Regions from separate parts of the Mus musculus genome. Here all the other regions are linked to region 1. A link is a contact called in public HiChIP or PLAC-seq and promoter capture Hi-C data. All regions are on one chromosome and are shown on one strand. The core of a region is the stretch at or near the end of the contact, and the rest is flanking DNA. Distances in the headings are between cores, read along the strand shown. Region 1 holds the start of Dclre1c (DNA cross-link repair 1C). Region 2 overlaps Fam171a1 (family with sequence similarity 171, member A1). Region 3 overlaps Fam107b (family with sequence similarity 107, member B). Region 4 overlaps Fam107b (family with sequence similarity 107, member B). Region 5 has its middle 18 kb from the start of Fam107b.

What was found. Promoter capture Hi-C pulls out the DNA fragments that hold promoters and counts their contacts. HiChIP or PLAC-seq counts read pairs in DNA pulled down with a chosen protein or histone mark.
Region 2: a contact with region 1 is called in an H3K4me3 HiChIP or PLAC-seq map of stem cell-derived neural progenitor cells, with 19 read pairs. The contact joins the enhancer-like site here to the promoter of Dclre1c in region 1. A contact is called at or near these places in 1 of 15 datasets of contacts at CTCF or cohesin (the NIH/3T3 cell line), 6 of 484 Hi-C or Micro-C datasets (Th2 cells, adipose-derived mesenchymal stem cells, embryonic stem cells and 3 more), 3 of 115 datasets of contacts at active chromatin or transcription factors (craniofacial prominence, embryonic stem cells and stem cell-derived neural progenitor cells) and 1 of 9 other capture datasets (adipose tissue).
Region 3: a contact with region 1 is called in a promoter capture Hi-C map of the HPC-7 cell line, with 2.1 times the contacts expected there. The contact joins the enhancer-like site here to the promoter of Dclre1c in region 1. A contact is called at or near these places in 6 of 39 promoter capture datasets (the C10 cell line, the HPC-7 cell line, hematopoietic stem and progenitor cells and 2 more), 8 of 484 Hi-C or Micro-C datasets (B cells, CD8 T cells, granulocyte-monocyte progenitors and 4 more), 10 of 115 datasets of contacts at active chromatin or transcription factors (acute myeloid leukemia, bone marrow-derived macrophages, double positive thymocytes and 7 more) and 3 of 9 other capture datasets (adipose tissue, liver and macrophages).
Region 4: a Foxp3 HiChIP or PLAC-seq map of regulatory T cells shows a contact between it and region 1, with 7 times the contacts expected there. The contact joins the enhancer-like site here to the promoter of Dclre1c in region 1. A contact is called at or near these places in 14 of 39 promoter capture datasets (the 3T3-L1 cell line, 3T3-L1-derived adipocytes, the C10 cell line and 9 more), 1 of 15 datasets of contacts at CTCF or cohesin (large pre-B cells), 5 of 484 Hi-C or Micro-C datasets (the G1E-ER4 cell line, the N1E-115 cell line, Th1 cells and 1 more), 12 of 115 datasets of contacts at active chromatin or transcription factors (the 230-238 cell line, DN3 thymocytes, acute myeloid leukemia and 9 more) and 2 of 9 other capture datasets (adipose tissue and liver).
Region 5: a contact with region 1 is called in a promoter capture Hi-C map of liver, with 5 times the contacts expected there. The contact joins the enhancer-like site here to the promoter of Dclre1c in region 1. A contact is called at or near these places in 10 of 39 promoter capture datasets (3T3-L1-derived adipocytes, the C10 cell line, the HPC-7 cell line and 5 more), 2 of 484 Hi-C or Micro-C datasets (CD8 T cells and the N1E-115 cell line), 1 of 115 datasets of contacts at active chromatin or transcription factors (bone marrow-derived macrophages) and 2 of 9 other capture datasets (adipose tissue and pancreatic islet).

The regions. Positions count from the first base shown.
Region 1 is chr2:3,422,852-3,425,551 of GRCm38.p6, forward strand. Dclre1c (DNA cross-link repair 1C) reads left to right here and starts at 1,280. Exons shown (of 14, transcript NM_146114.3): 1 at 1,280-1,475; 2 at 2,513-2,564. The coding sequence starts at 1,367.
Region 2 is chr2:3,138,525-3,141,239 of GRCm38.p6, forward strand. All of the region lies in intron 1 of Fam171a1 (family with sequence similarity 171, member A1), which reads left to right. Among named protein-coding and RNA genes, the nearest start is that of Fam171a1, 22 kb to the left of the region's middle. Within about 2 kb of position 1,292, at least 50 of the 459 cell types and tissues checked have an H3K27ac peak or open chromatin away from gene starts, as enhancers often do. A contact at or near this core is called in neural progenitor cells and stem cell-derived neural progenitor cells, where this site is marked.
Region 3 is chr2:3,735,877-3,738,576 of GRCm38.p6, forward strand. The region is part of intron 1 of Fam107b (family with sequence similarity 107, member B); the gene reads left to right. Among named protein-coding and RNA genes, the nearest start is that of Fam107b, 24 kb to the left of the region's middle. Within about 2 kb of position 1,410, at least 8 of the 459 cell types and tissues checked have an H3K27ac peak or open chromatin away from gene starts, as enhancers often do. A contact at or near this core is called in the HPC-7 cell line, where this site is marked.
Region 4 is chr2:3,759,043-3,761,742 of GRCm38.p6, forward strand. All of the region lies in intron 1 of Fam107b (family with sequence similarity 107, member B), which reads left to right. Among named protein-coding and RNA genes, the nearest start is that of Fam107b, 47 kb to the left of the region's middle. Within about 2 kb of position 1,404, at least 27 of the 459 cell types and tissues checked have an H3K27ac peak or open chromatin away from gene starts, as enhancers often do. A contact at or near this core is called in the G1E-ER4 cell line, astrocytes, bone marrow-derived macrophages and 3 more, where this site is marked.
Region 5 is chr2:3,694,511-3,697,210 of GRCm38.p6, forward strand. No RefSeq gene overlaps it. Among named protein-coding and RNA genes, the nearest start is that of Fam107b, 18 kb to the right of the region's middle. Within about 2 kb of position 1,306, at least 4 of the 459 cell types and tissues checked have an H3K27ac peak or open chromatin away from gene starts, as enhancers often do. A contact at or near this core is called in liver, where this site is marked.

The DNA of each region.
Region 1 (2,700 bases), core at 30-2,529:
TAAAGGGAAAAAGAGAGTTTATTCTGGGGCCATTTTTAATAACCTTGGGGCTGGAACAGAGATTTGGGTCATCCTAAATTCCATGTTCCAACAAGGAAAGAGTTTCACAGTTTTATAGAAGAAAGTCTTAAGTCAGGTCATATTTAGTGTACATCGGAGAGCAAAGATGAGAAAGCTTTTCTATAGGCCCGAGATGCTATCTGATGACGTTCTTAATTTTTGGGTTAGGTGAAAATAGTGGTCTGCTAAACTAGGAGATTCCAAAAGGTTTTCATCTGTTACTCACAAGATGTTAATTCCAACAGAGATAAACAAGGGATGGCTATTCCCAAGGGCTAGAACTAGCTCAAGATACGATAATTCGCTTCTGGATCTGCAACATTCTAATCTCCCCACAGTACTAAAACCAGTCGCTCAGTTTTTGCAGACACTGCTTCTTTTCAGTTTTCCTGTTTACCTCCACAAGGCTTGCCAAAGTGTTCTGCATAGCAGGGTTTGGAGGTTCCAGTTGATCAACAGTGCTGAGTATCTGAGGAGAACTTGCTAGGAAGGAGAAAATAAATGCCACTGACAAAGTCTTTGGTGGATCTTAGTATGATTACTACACACTTTCCCACCCTGCCCCCCATCCTCTCCCTCTGTCTCTTTATATATCCTTCTGACTTCCTCAAAGTACAACTTAAATGATTACTGGAGGCCAGCAGATCAATGGAATCTTTACTCCCCCCACCCCTGCTCTAAGAATCTATGTCTGAATTGTAGCCTTCAAAATATAGTTAGCTTATATAATACAGAAGAGGGAGCAACTACCAATGGAATCTACTAACCAAGAGTCAGAGGCAATGACTCATCCAATCCTCGTGGTTACCCTATAAAATACAAATTGGGATAAGATTTTTAAAAAAGTGAAAAGAACTCGATCTTCACTAGATCTGAGGAAATGCAAGGCAATATGGTTAAGAAAAGGGAAGCTCTCTGGCCTCCATTCTCAGTTGTGTTTCGTTTCCTGCCTTGGTTCCTCCACAGATGCGGGCAGATCTGCATTGCGCAACAAACACTTCGGTGTCTTTTCTTGCTTTCTGGCAGGAACGTGACTTTCCATGACCAGCCAGTGCTACCCACAAACTACGCACAGCTGTTTCTCCGTGCCCAGCTGGTGCAGTTATTTAAACCAAGGGACTTGGGAGGCTGGATCAGGATTGGATGCCCATTGGCTCCGCCCCTACCTCAAGGGTCCTTTGATTGGATGTGGCTGAGCTCTGCCGGCCTATGGGTAGGCGGTGCGCAGGTTCCCGGAAGTGGCGCCCAGGGTCAGTGTGTGCTTCTGTTTCCGAGGTGGGCTTTGGGTCTAGTGTTCCCGGGTGCGATGAGCTCCTTCCAGGGACAGATGGCGGAGTATCCAACCATCTCCATTGACCGCTTCGACAGGGAGAACCTGAAAGCCCGTGCCTACTTCCTTTCGCACTGTCACAAGGGTGAGTGAGCTCCTCTCGTTACCTATTTCAGGGGCGCTATGGTCTGAAGAGGCAATGGCAGAGGTCGGCACCTGGTGAGGGGAGGACAGGCTGGGACTCCGCGAGGCACTGGGAAGCACTCCTAATGCCAGTTGGCGCTTAACCTCTGGCTTTATTGAGCTCCTGGTCTGTACCACCTCTGTAACCCCAGCTCCTAACCCCAGCTCCGGTTGCAATCAGACCTGGACGCTGTGGTAAGGCAGAGCTGTTAGAAGTGCTGGTTGCTGTCCCAGCGGAGGGTATGTTTGGTAAGGCTTAATTAATTAGCTCATGCCCAAACTTCCCTAATTCTCGTTTATCTCGAGTAAGGAAAACACGTTTCAGAACGTCTACACCCAAAGACATTAGGTAAGAGCGAAATGCCCCTCTCTCACACAGGCACGTGTTTCAGAAGTTCTACATCCCGGAGATATTTGGCAAGAGCCCAAGATCGATCTGTACATCTATCTCTGTCTCTCTGTCTCTCCTCCTCCCTCTCCCTCCCTCCCTCGCTCCCTTTAACCCCCCCCCCCCCACACACACACAAATGTTTCTCACACTATACTCTTGGGTGTGTGTGTGTGTGTGTGTGTGTGTGTACAACCAGTCGATAAGCTTGGCCAAGTGTCCCCCATTTTTCTTCTTTATTATTTACTTATTTTAGGTTGTGGGGCAGAGCTTCACGTATCCTAGGTGGAGTCATATCAGCCCACCCAGGTTCTCATACTCGCACTTGATCTTCCTGCGTATGTCCCCTGACCCAGGTGGGACTTGAATAGCTTTCATCAGCTCAGGGTCTAACCCTTTTTAGTGGTTCCTGTTCCCTACTCTGAAAGGTTCGTCATGTGCAGAAGAGCCAAAGGCCTGTGGGAATCTATTTGCTCAGAATGGTGAGCCTTAGGTAGTTTCTCACAGTAGGAAGCTTACAAAGACAACCCAGCTGTTGCAGGGAAGAGAAATCCTCTAAAAAACCAAATCAAACAAAACATGGTTATGATTTCTAATTCTTTTCCTTGTAGATCACATGAAAGGATTAAGGGCTCCTTCCTTGAAAAGAAGGCTGGAATGCAGGTAATTGGCTTTGTTACTTATTTGTATTTAAGTAGATATCTTAACTGAGAGATAACACCTAGGCAGAACAGGACATACACCCTAGCAGGGTAGCCTGTATAAACTTTATGAGCTTATATAAACATTATGTGGCTTC
Region 2 (2,715 bases), core at 42-2,541, 280 kb before region 1:
CACTCCCAGCCCCTACTCCAGACTTTAGCCTCTGAAACTTTGATCCCAGTGAACAGAGTTTCCTTTTTTAGAGGCTTTTGTTTTAGTGTGTGCTTCTAAGTGAATTAAGTGCATCTGGATCCCCTGGTCTTCTGCTGCATGAACCGCCCACCTCCACACCCTCTGTGAACAAATACGTGGCAGGTCCCCATCATGGGACTGCAGACAGAGTTGGGCTGTGTCTGATCCCTGCTCAGTGGGACTGGAAACCGCGACAGGTATCCAGAGTGTCCAGTGCTGGCACACTGTCCACCCCTCTCCCTGTGGCATCGTCTCCTCTCTAAACAGATTTTAAGACCTCTCCTGCCCAAGAACCTGTGATGCTAGCACTCAACTTACTAATTTCTTTCATTCCGTTACCAGGACAACTGCTGTCTACTCTCCATATCTCCTATGGCTCAGCCCAAGTATATGTCTCATTTCTAATCTAGGGTTCTTGGTCTGACATCATTGTTTTGGAATTCTGATGATCTCCCCCTGGTCCTTTGCTGCATGAACAAATTCTATTTTTTTCTTAGTCTCATTTGGGTCCTTTGTTTCCTTGGTTTCCTTTTTGGAGGAAAAATGAACCAGGCATCCATTTCTGACCTCTTAAAAACTTTCTCTCTACTTAGTCTTCAGTTCTGGACCAGATACTCCTCCATCAGTATCTGGTCCAGATGGTTCTCATGGCCACTCGCCTGGGCTGCTGTCTTCCATGTGTGTATGTCTCAAGCACACTGGCTAGGCAAACTGCTCTTCCCTCCTTCCTGGTGTATCTTGGCTTCACCGAACCCTTGTCACTTTCCTCACAGCATCAAGAGTCATCCCTTTGGGAGACTATCTCTGGTCCTCCAGCTCCAGGCCTGTGTGCTCTCTTCTCTGTGTATCAAACAACCACTTATTCTGGGCCTTGTCCTGGGTGCTGAGGGTCACAGGACACACCCCCACGCTGCATTGTGGTTGTTTGTCCATCCACACTGTGCATCTGTCTCTCCCCAAGCTGGACCCTCCCTTGCCTCATCTAGCTCTCAATGGTGTTTGTCAAGAGCAGATCTGATGGTGCCAGTTTCCTTTCTTTCTCTCCTCCCTCTTTTCTGTCTTTTCAGCACCTCTCCCAGAAGCCAAAAAAAAAGGAGGAGGAAAGAGAAGTTCATAATTATGAGATTAGGCAGATCCAATTTCATCCCATCCACTCTGTCTTCTACGTGGGGTTTGTTTGAGCATTCAGAGAGACCCACGGTGGAGGCTGAATCTATCCTTTGTTTGCTAGATGTACTCAGCTGTGGCCAGCAACAGAGGTTTCCTTTCTGCTCTGTCCTTTGTTCAGGGCCTTACCGTAACTAGTCCTTTAAAAAGTCCCTGAGAGAGAGGAGGGTTCTATATTCTCAGAAGGCCTGTGCCTTAGAATACTAGACAACTGACTCAGGGTCTACAGATATTTTCACCTTGTAATATTGTTCTTCCTTTCTCCCCAAACGAAGAAAGTAACCAAGTATCCTAAAAACACAAAGCAAGACAATTATTTTGGAATTGATTATCAGTTGGTTTGCCAGATAAACTACAGAACACATAATTCAGCTTGCATTTTAGGAAAGCAGTGAATGAAGAGGTTTGGCTCAGAGGAACCTAGGGCCCTGGACATGTTAAATATCTGCTCTATCAATGAGCTACATTCTACTCTGAACATTTTTTTAGTCTAAATATGTCTCAAATATTTCACAGAACTATTTAAATTATTTTCTAAAATTCAACATAAGTGGAGAACCCTGTATCTTATACACTAATGCTGTCACCATGTATTACTGGCAGTGCAAGTTTTAGCTCTCAATTTGCAGCTGTGGTAATGTTTCAAAGGAACAGCTTAGTGTTTGACGTAGGTAGGCTCTGTTGGCAGCCATATTTCTAGTAAACCACTTAGCCTTAACTGGACAAGCAGTAGGAAGAAGGCTCCCGTATTTTCTCATGTCATACCTACTAGAGAAATGGAGGTTTTCTCGTGTGAAATGTATCTGGCTTCGTTCAGACAAGTGGGAGGAAACATGAAAACATGAAGATACTCACAGTCGCGGGGGGGGGAGGGGGGGGCACGGAATCCCCACCCCAGCCAGGCTCAGGCCTGAGTGCACTGTGCAGTAACCTGGAAACCATCACTAAGCAACTGCTCAGGACCCACCTGGGATGCTGAGTCACTTAGTTCCATGATCGGGGGACCAACACTGCTGCTCAGCCTCAGCTGGCCAGTGCACTGTCTAAAACTCAGCATGGTGTCTCTAGTCCAGAGGGTCACAGCTGGGGCTGGGCAGTGTGCAGATAGGAAGGACTCTGCAAAGTCTTTCCCTAAGTTCCCAGTGGGCTCAGAACATACCATACCCTGCCTCACCAGCGTGACCTGGGCCTTCAGACTGCATTCACCCAAGCTGACACCAGACAAAACTGGGGTTCCATTAGCAAGAAAAGCAGGGACGAGGGGACTCTGATTACCCCTTAAAAGTAAAAGCCTGCGTGTCATATGCTTACCACAATCAATGCTAAGGCTCAAGTACACAGTGTTAAAAATCACTTTTAAATATTTATATTTTAATTAATTATATGTGCATATGTCTGTCTGGGTATGTGCCTGTGAGTGCAGGTGCCCATGGAGGCCAGGGATCTCAGATGCCCTGGAGCTGGAAACAGAGAGTCGTGAGCCAAGAC
Region 3 (2,700 bases), core at 160-2,659, 310 kb after region 1:
GGTGCCCTTGCTTTGAGAGTCACAATCACAAGGTCCATATTTGGTGACCTACTTTCCACAGCTATTCCTCAAATTTAAAGGCTTCATAACGTATCCAGATAGTCTTTCCATTTGGGGAGCGAATGTCCGAGCATGTGAGCTGGTGCAGACCATTTCAGACTCAAACAGTAGTAGCCTTACGAGAAAACATGGGGTCGCGTTCTTAGGTTTTGCTTGAGTTTAAATGAAAATGTTGTGTCTTTTTTGGGGAGTCTGGCCGAGAGATGATTACGTGAGTGCAGATGAAATCACTGAGCACACTCTGGACAGTTTGGATTCTGTTACCGTCAGCCCTCAGCAGTGATTTATGAGGCAGGATACACAGATATCCTTTCCTGCCCAGTTCTCCTCATTTTAATCTCTTCTACAATAGTCATAGTTGTCTTTACTGAGAGGTGAGTGAGAGAGCAAGTGTGTGTGTGCCTGAGTGCGGGTGCTACAGAGACAGGAAGAGGGTATCATATCTCCTTGGGCTGGATTTATAGGCAGTTATGAGCCTTCCTCACATATGTGTGCTAGGAACTGAGCTCTGATCCTCTGGGATAGCAGCAAGCCCTCTTAACGGATGAGCCATCTCTCCAATCCCAATAGTTAAAATTTCATTTTGTAACAGGAATTCCCAAAATGACTTTTTTCTTCTACAAGAAAGTATAGTTCGTAGCTTTCTTGCCTTCTGAATGGCTTCCTGAATGGAAAATAAGTCCTGCGGGCTGCTGTGGTTTATTTTATAAACAGGGCTAGAAAGCGAACAGCCTGGCAAGCTCCTCATCTCTCAGCAACTCTGAGACGGGTTCCGCGCCCCAGTGAAGACTTGTCATATTTATAAACCATTATTATTTCAGAATCATCAAAGGAAATGTGTAGCGATGGCAGGGAAGCAGCTTGCTTATTCTGGAATTTTCTTCACTGTATTTTTAACATTGAAGAAATTACTAGGAAAGCTTTGGCAAAGTGAAGACAGATGCGCAAAGATGAGACTGAGTTCGTGGACTGCGTTAAACTCCTGAGTGGGGCAGTATCTGTATGACATGGGACAAGCCGGTTACCCTCTGGAGTGTCTTGAGGGAAGCTGGGGGGGATGCTTCACATTAACAAAAGCTTTAGATTTAGAAATGGAGACTTTATCATTTTACTCTGTGACTGCTCCTTACTTTATTCAATTTTAGCATAGATGTCAGCTTTAGGACTATCCAGTTGGGAAGAATTTTGACTAGGAGCCATTCTTAAATGAGTGTACCTCTTTCAAAAAAAAATGGTTTTAATTAACTGTACTTCCTGACCTGCTGTGGTCACAGAAATCTTAACTGTCCAAAGATGTTTAGGAGACAAAGTGGCTCATTTTCTTCCGGAGTGTTATGTGAATAGAAGGCTGTGGATTACCAGTATACATTTTCTTTTCTTGAAAAGCAAGTTCCTTTTTACCCAGCAGGGTCAGTGTGGATGTGTGCTTTGATAAGCACAGGTTATAGCCCGAGTTTAAAGGACTCTATATCTGGGTTCAAGCAGAAATCATGCCGCTGCCATACTGTGAGCTGAAGGGCAAACACAGTAGGCAGCATACATTTCGGAAAGAAAATACTTTCTAAAAAGTTATATAGTTTTAAACATTTGATTTTTTATTTATGTTTATATGTGCATGTGTCTGTGTGAGTATTTGTCATGTGTGGTGCCCCTGGAGCCACAAGAGGATGCCATATCTTCCAGAGTTATAGATGGTTGTGAGCCTCCCGCCACCCCCAGTATGGCTGCTAGGAGCAGAGCTGGGGTCCTCTTCTTCTCCTCCATCCCTGGCTACCACTGTTCTGTCTTCTTTATAAATGTGACCACATGAAGGGCTTTGCATTAGTGCAGTGGTACAATATTTGTTTTTCATCTTACTGCACCGAGTCTGTTGTTCTGAAGTTTCGTCCAGGTCATAGCACGGGTCAGATGTTTTCTTTTTCTGGGTGAATGATTTCCCATTGTATGCAGATAGCTCATTTTGCTTGTCCATTTACCTGGAGCTGGATATTTTTGCAAGGTGTGTTAGCAATCTACTTTAAGACACAAATGCAGGAGAAAATGGGTGACATAACCACTAGTATATTATGACACATAGATGTGGGTCTGGGTTAGGACCTGTTGTTTTCGAGGGGGGTTGGGAATGGATCTTGCTGCCTTTGCCTCCTGTGCACTGGGATTACAGGTACATGCCAGCACTCATGGCTGGAGTCCCGGGGTAAAATGCTTCCTTACCATCAGGGATTGACTGGGAAGTGTGCATCTGTGTGACCTGCTCCTGTGGCTGCTGTTTGCCTGGTGTCTCAGGTGCCACACAACAATTTTTTTCTGAGTTTTTATGCTTTGTAGTGAGGCTTAGTACAGGGTGATATAAACACCCAATATAGAAAATCTAGAAGCTCTGGCTCCTACCTCGTTCTATGAAAGAAGCTGTGTTCCATGAAAGAGGCTGTGTCCAATTCTTTATTGATTCTTTTGGATAATTTACTTTTATGAACAGCTTACGGCAAAGGCCAACAAAATCTGTTTTCATGAAAGGCCACCAGGAAGCTGCATTGTGAGTATAGGATGTCATATTTCCTTTCCTGCTGTGCACAGATGGGGTGCAGAGTAATGTAGACTAGTCTGATCTCTGGGATAAAATGGATCTGGACGCAGACT
Region 4 (2,700 bases), core at 154-2,653, 340 kb after region 1:
TCAACTCCTCTTTCATCAAAATGTTTAACTCTCAAAGGACCTCCAGGTCATCTGGCTTAGCTTTTCCTTTGTACAGATAAGTACATTTTCATTATTCATTTGTTTGTTTAGCAATGATGGAGATCAAACCCAAGGACCCATACATGCCAAACAGGGGCCTTACCATTGAGTTATAGCCCCAGGAAACTGATTATTTTCAGTTGAGCTTCACCATGTAAACAAGTGAAGTTTATGTTGCTCCTTTAAAAAATGTATTTGTTATTACGTGCGTGCCTGTCTTTGTGTTGGAGGGTGTCTGTGTGTGTATGCACATGCTGTGGAGCTCTTTGGAGGTCAGGTAACAGCTCTCAGGATGAGTTCTCTCCTTCCACTGTGGGTCCTGGGCATCAAGTGCAGGTCGTCGGCTGAGCTTATTTGGCTTATCTTACTTGCTGAGCCACCTCCCAGGTCCTGTTTCTTTCTTCCTCCTCCTTTTCTTCCTTGGTCTTCTCTTAATTTGTGGAATCAAAGAGCCTACCTTGGAGTGGAGTTGGATGCTGAGAGTCCTCAGCTCTCACACTAAGATGGCAGAACTGTAGCGGGCACATCTGGTACAGACAGCAGAGCTGAGAGCCAGCTTCACTCTAGTCACTTCTTCGGCCTGGGGTTGTGGGCTCAGGTCTGCCTGCAGTGCTGCTGCTCACAGGGGTGGCTCTTCTTCCTGTGTGGCTCACTGATGCTTCTGAGTAGTCTTGGACAGAGAATGGCTCTCTCCTCTTTATGTTTTAGAAATTATCTGCTAGTTACTGTATTGTAATTCAAAATAATTTTTTTTCTTTTTCCTTGTAGTGACGGAATAATGGCCAGTGCTTTCTTTAGGAGAGTGCCAGTGGCTCTGAGCACACCTTGTGCCTTTTACCACTGGGTGACACTCTTAGACCAGAGTGCTGTACCAGTGGAACCCAGGGCCCTTGAACCTCAGACTTCTTCAAAACACTTTATGCAGGAGAAAGGGACACTCTTCCATCTAAAGTGCATACTGGCCACTCTCAGACATGATAGGTATTATGTATCAGTCTGAAGCAATTTTTAAGGCCAGTGAGTATTGGGCAATCAATTATTAACAGGATCATCAATTAGGCAGCCTTTCAGTTGCTTGGAGGTTTATTTAGATTCATGTGTTGCATATTAACTAGCTACTAATTATTTCAGGGGAACATTTATATGAACTTATTATTCTAGTATTTATTTTGCACCTGACACAAATCTGTGTTATCTGTTGGTGGCTAAAACCTTGGTGATGGCTTGCACATACTAATGGATGTCACAGCAAACCTTTGGCAGTCAGAAGACAGTATGAGGAAGTTGTTTCTGTCCTTTCCTCATGTTAAATTTGGGAACTGAACTGAAGTCCTCGGGGCTGGCACACATGCCTTTTCTGCTGATCCGTTCTCCAGCCCAGTCCTGTGTATGGACTTCCACTGAGCCATCTTAAGAGGAAGCAGAGCAGTTACTTGGGAAAATGAACACAGGTTCCCTGTACAGATCTCTAGCAAATAGAACTTGTCTAGAACTTGTGCCAAGCACTTGAGAGCAGGTTAGAGAAGGACTTTGCTCAGAGCGTGTGCTGGCCTGCCTGCCCTCCTTGTTTCACGGCTTCTTTTGTAAACCCAAGGCCCACCGTCTAGGCTTGGCATGAATAGCTCCTAGTCACATTCAGCGGAACAACATGTGGTATTTCTCAGGACAAGGAATTTGGAAGAGTCAGGTCTCTCCTCTGCTGGCTTAAGAGGAGGGATGACAAAAGTTAGAATTTTAGGATCCTGACAGAAGTATTTACTGTATCCCATGGGGACAGAAAGAAATGACAGTGGCAGAGTCAGAGAAGAAAGAACCTAGTGAGGTTAGTGACTCCAGTGTATTTTGATCCCTCAGTATGTGCATCCTCCAGTTAGTACATTGTTGGGTGACCCTTAGTGTGATACCCAGTGCAGGGGGTGGGTGGGCTGTGGCAAGCAAAGCAATGTGAATGGAGTAAGACTTGAGGCACAGCAGGTCTCATGGGACTCAACCAAGGGCACAAGTAATTGACAGCCCCAGATTTCTAATAGATGGTGTCATGGTGTGACTGCTTCTGCTTCATGTGGCTTAGGCAAGAGGCATTGTGCTTGAGGTGGGAAGAGGTGGTGGCCAGAGGTCTTTCTGCTGTGCTGTTAGAATCTGTCTTTGCAGAGACACACCAGAGATGGTGTACTGGCTAGTTTTGTGTCAACTTGACACAGCTGGAGTTACCACAGAGAAAGGAGCTTCAGTTGAGGAAATGCCTCCATGAGATCCAGCTGTAAGGCATTTTCTCAATTAGTGATCAAGGGGGAAAGGCCCCTTGTGGGTGGGGCCATCCCTGGGCTGGTAGTCTTGGGTTCTATAAGAGAACAGGCTGAGCAAGCCAGGGGAAGCAAACCAGTAAAGAACATCCCTCCATGGCCTCTGCATCAGCTCCTGCTCCCTGACCTGTTTGAGTTCCTGACTTCCTTTGGTGATGAACAGCAGCATGGAAGTGTAAGCTGAACAAACCCTTTCCTTCCCAACTTGCTTCTTGGTCATGATGTTTGTGCAGGAATAGAAACCCTGACTAAGACAGATGGTATGGAAAGTTAGCTTCTAGGGCAGAGGACTAAGTGTTAAGTCCTTGGGAGCAGGAGAGCGCTGGGTTGAATCTTC
Region 5 (2,700 bases), core at 56-2,555, 270 kb after region 1:
TATTGTTAAGGTGTTTTCAGATAATTTAATTAGAAATAGTTGAGAGTAGTTAACAGACAACTGTCCAGATGACTTTACATAGCTTTTTTACTTTACATAGGTTTTCATACTTTACATAGGTTTTCAAAAATGTCAGAAATCCACACAATGTGACATTTAATGTTATTTATTCTTTTGTTGTTGAGACATATCTGCTCTTAGCAGCTCCCCTTTTGTGGATTCAAAGAAGAAATTGAGTGTCTCTACCTCCAGTTGAGGTAGTACAGTGGCTAGGTGGCCACTGGGCAGAAATTGCCTATTCATCTATAGACTAAATACCATCCAGAAAAAGGACACACTATGCGGAATAGTCGACTCATAATCTCTGCCAAGTCAGGGTAATCAGTCCTTCAAAATTCTGCAGTACAAAGGTCTGTCAGATGATCCTGGGCCAGAAGGCTAAAGACTGATGCTCCAACTTCCTGACATATAGGAGCTGTATAGGTAGGCAGCTGTCTCTACAACTTGTCTCAGTTCTGGAAGATGTGCTAGGCTTCCTATATTTTCAGATAATATTGGTCATTCTCAGATTTCTGATGGGATTGAAGACTAATTATAGTCTCATAACCAACCCAGGCTATTTAGCATTGAGAGAATATATTTAAGAAGATAGTTTTCAGATAGTATACAAGCTAAACCAGGTGATAACATATAGATTTATAAGTCTTTTAAGTTAAGATAGATGACAGGGTTCTATTTAATTGATAAAAATTTTGGACTGGGTGTTAGGTCTCTTTTGTGCTTTATAAATTGCAAAATGTTAATAGCTGTGCTCAATTTATATCTGAGATAAGAGTCTTTTAATTGGACAGAAAGGGGGAAGTCTTGTGGGTAGCCCTGGTGCTGTTTGTATTTTGATGCTAATTCACCTTCCCCAAGAGGGGCTGTGTGGGACTAGGAGTGAATCACATATTCAGAACTTCCTGTGACCCTTCTAATAAACAAAGAAACCAATCACTGGGTGAGTAGGTGGGACCTCCAGGTCAGAAAGATGGATGGAGAGGGAGAAGAGGAGAATGAGCCCGAGAATGTGAGATGAAAAAAAAATGTAGATAGCAGAGACCCTGTTTCAGGTGGTGGATCCATTTGTATCCACTACTGGTGAATTTAACTTAGAATGGCTCATAAATTTGGATGTTAGTTGTTGTGCTCAGTGATTGAGTTACCATTGATTCTGAAAAAAAAAAAAAATCTAGCAAATAGAGCTGGGCATTTGGAGGCAGAGGCAGGCAGTTTTCTGATCCCAGGCCAGCTTGGTTGACATAATGAGCTCCACCTAGGACAGTCAGAGCTACATCATGAGAATTTGTCTCAAACAAGCAAACAATCACCAGATACTTGGACAATCAAACTTGTACAACTAGAGAGTATGAATAACAAAGGAACGTGGGCAACAAAAACAACTTCTGAATGACAGAAGTAGACAATCCACATGGCCTAATTTCAAGGCATTTAATACAGCAAGGCAAAGAGTGCTGTGATATCATGGGAGGACAGCTCACCAGACACAAGGAACAGAACAGAGAGGCCTGGAAGCTGACCCAAGCACACCCACACTTGCACAATCGACTGATGTGTGATAAGCATCATTCAGAACAAAGTAATCAATGTGCCAGGCACTTTAAATAAATGAAGCCATGTCAACAGAGTGACTATACAACGAAAGAAAGGAACAGCAAAAGGGGGCCACCGTGTTGAGCACCATACGAACATGTAAAAATATTCAAACACTGGGAGAAAACACAAGAGGAAGTATTTGGAATATTGATTTGGGCCAATTTGTTTTCATAGAGGATCCAAAAACAGTAACAACAACAACAACAAAAAAGGACTCACGCCACTTCATACTTTAAAAGGGTTTATTTTTTATCAAAAGGAACTAAGAAAATAGTTTTTGAAAAGTTGCAGATAAGCAGAAAATACTTTTCAAACACTCATAGAGTGTCTTTTGGTGCTCACACCTGTAATCTTAGCACTTGGGAGGCTGAGACAGGAGGATGATCCTGAGTAAAGCTGTCTCAAGTAAGTAAGTAAGTAAGTAAGTAAGTAAGTAAGTAAGTAAGTAAGAAAGAATCAATAAAGCCGTCAAGGGAGTAAAAACATAGAAACCAACAAGCAAAGACCCTTTAACAATCTTAACAAACAAGGTGTAGTTACATAAGCCTGAATCCCAGCACTGTGCTGACTGAGGCAGGAGGATTGAGAGGCCAGTCTAGGCAACATAGTGAGATCCTGTCTCAAAAGAAAAAGAAAAGGGAGAAAAGAAAAGGAGGAGAAGAGGAAACAAACAAAAACACCTCTTACAACTCATTTAGAAAACACACAACCAAAAATAGTGGTTAAAAGAATTTCTCAGACTCTTCACTGTGGATTGGTTTAGAGACAGCAAGTGAGTTCACAAAAAATATGTTCAGTATCATAATACTGAAAATCAAAAGTACCATATACCTCCAAGAATTGCAAAACTCAAAAACACTGATAATGTAGAAATCTATAATCTGGATCCTTTACGCCCTTCTGGTGGGAATCTATACATGCTGAAAAGCAGCTGGGTGGTTTTTGTCAAGCAAAACATACTACACACTATTACCATACATACTAACAAATATTAGGAAAGTCAGCAGCCTCCAAAACCTACAACTATCCTTTCCACTCTCTTGT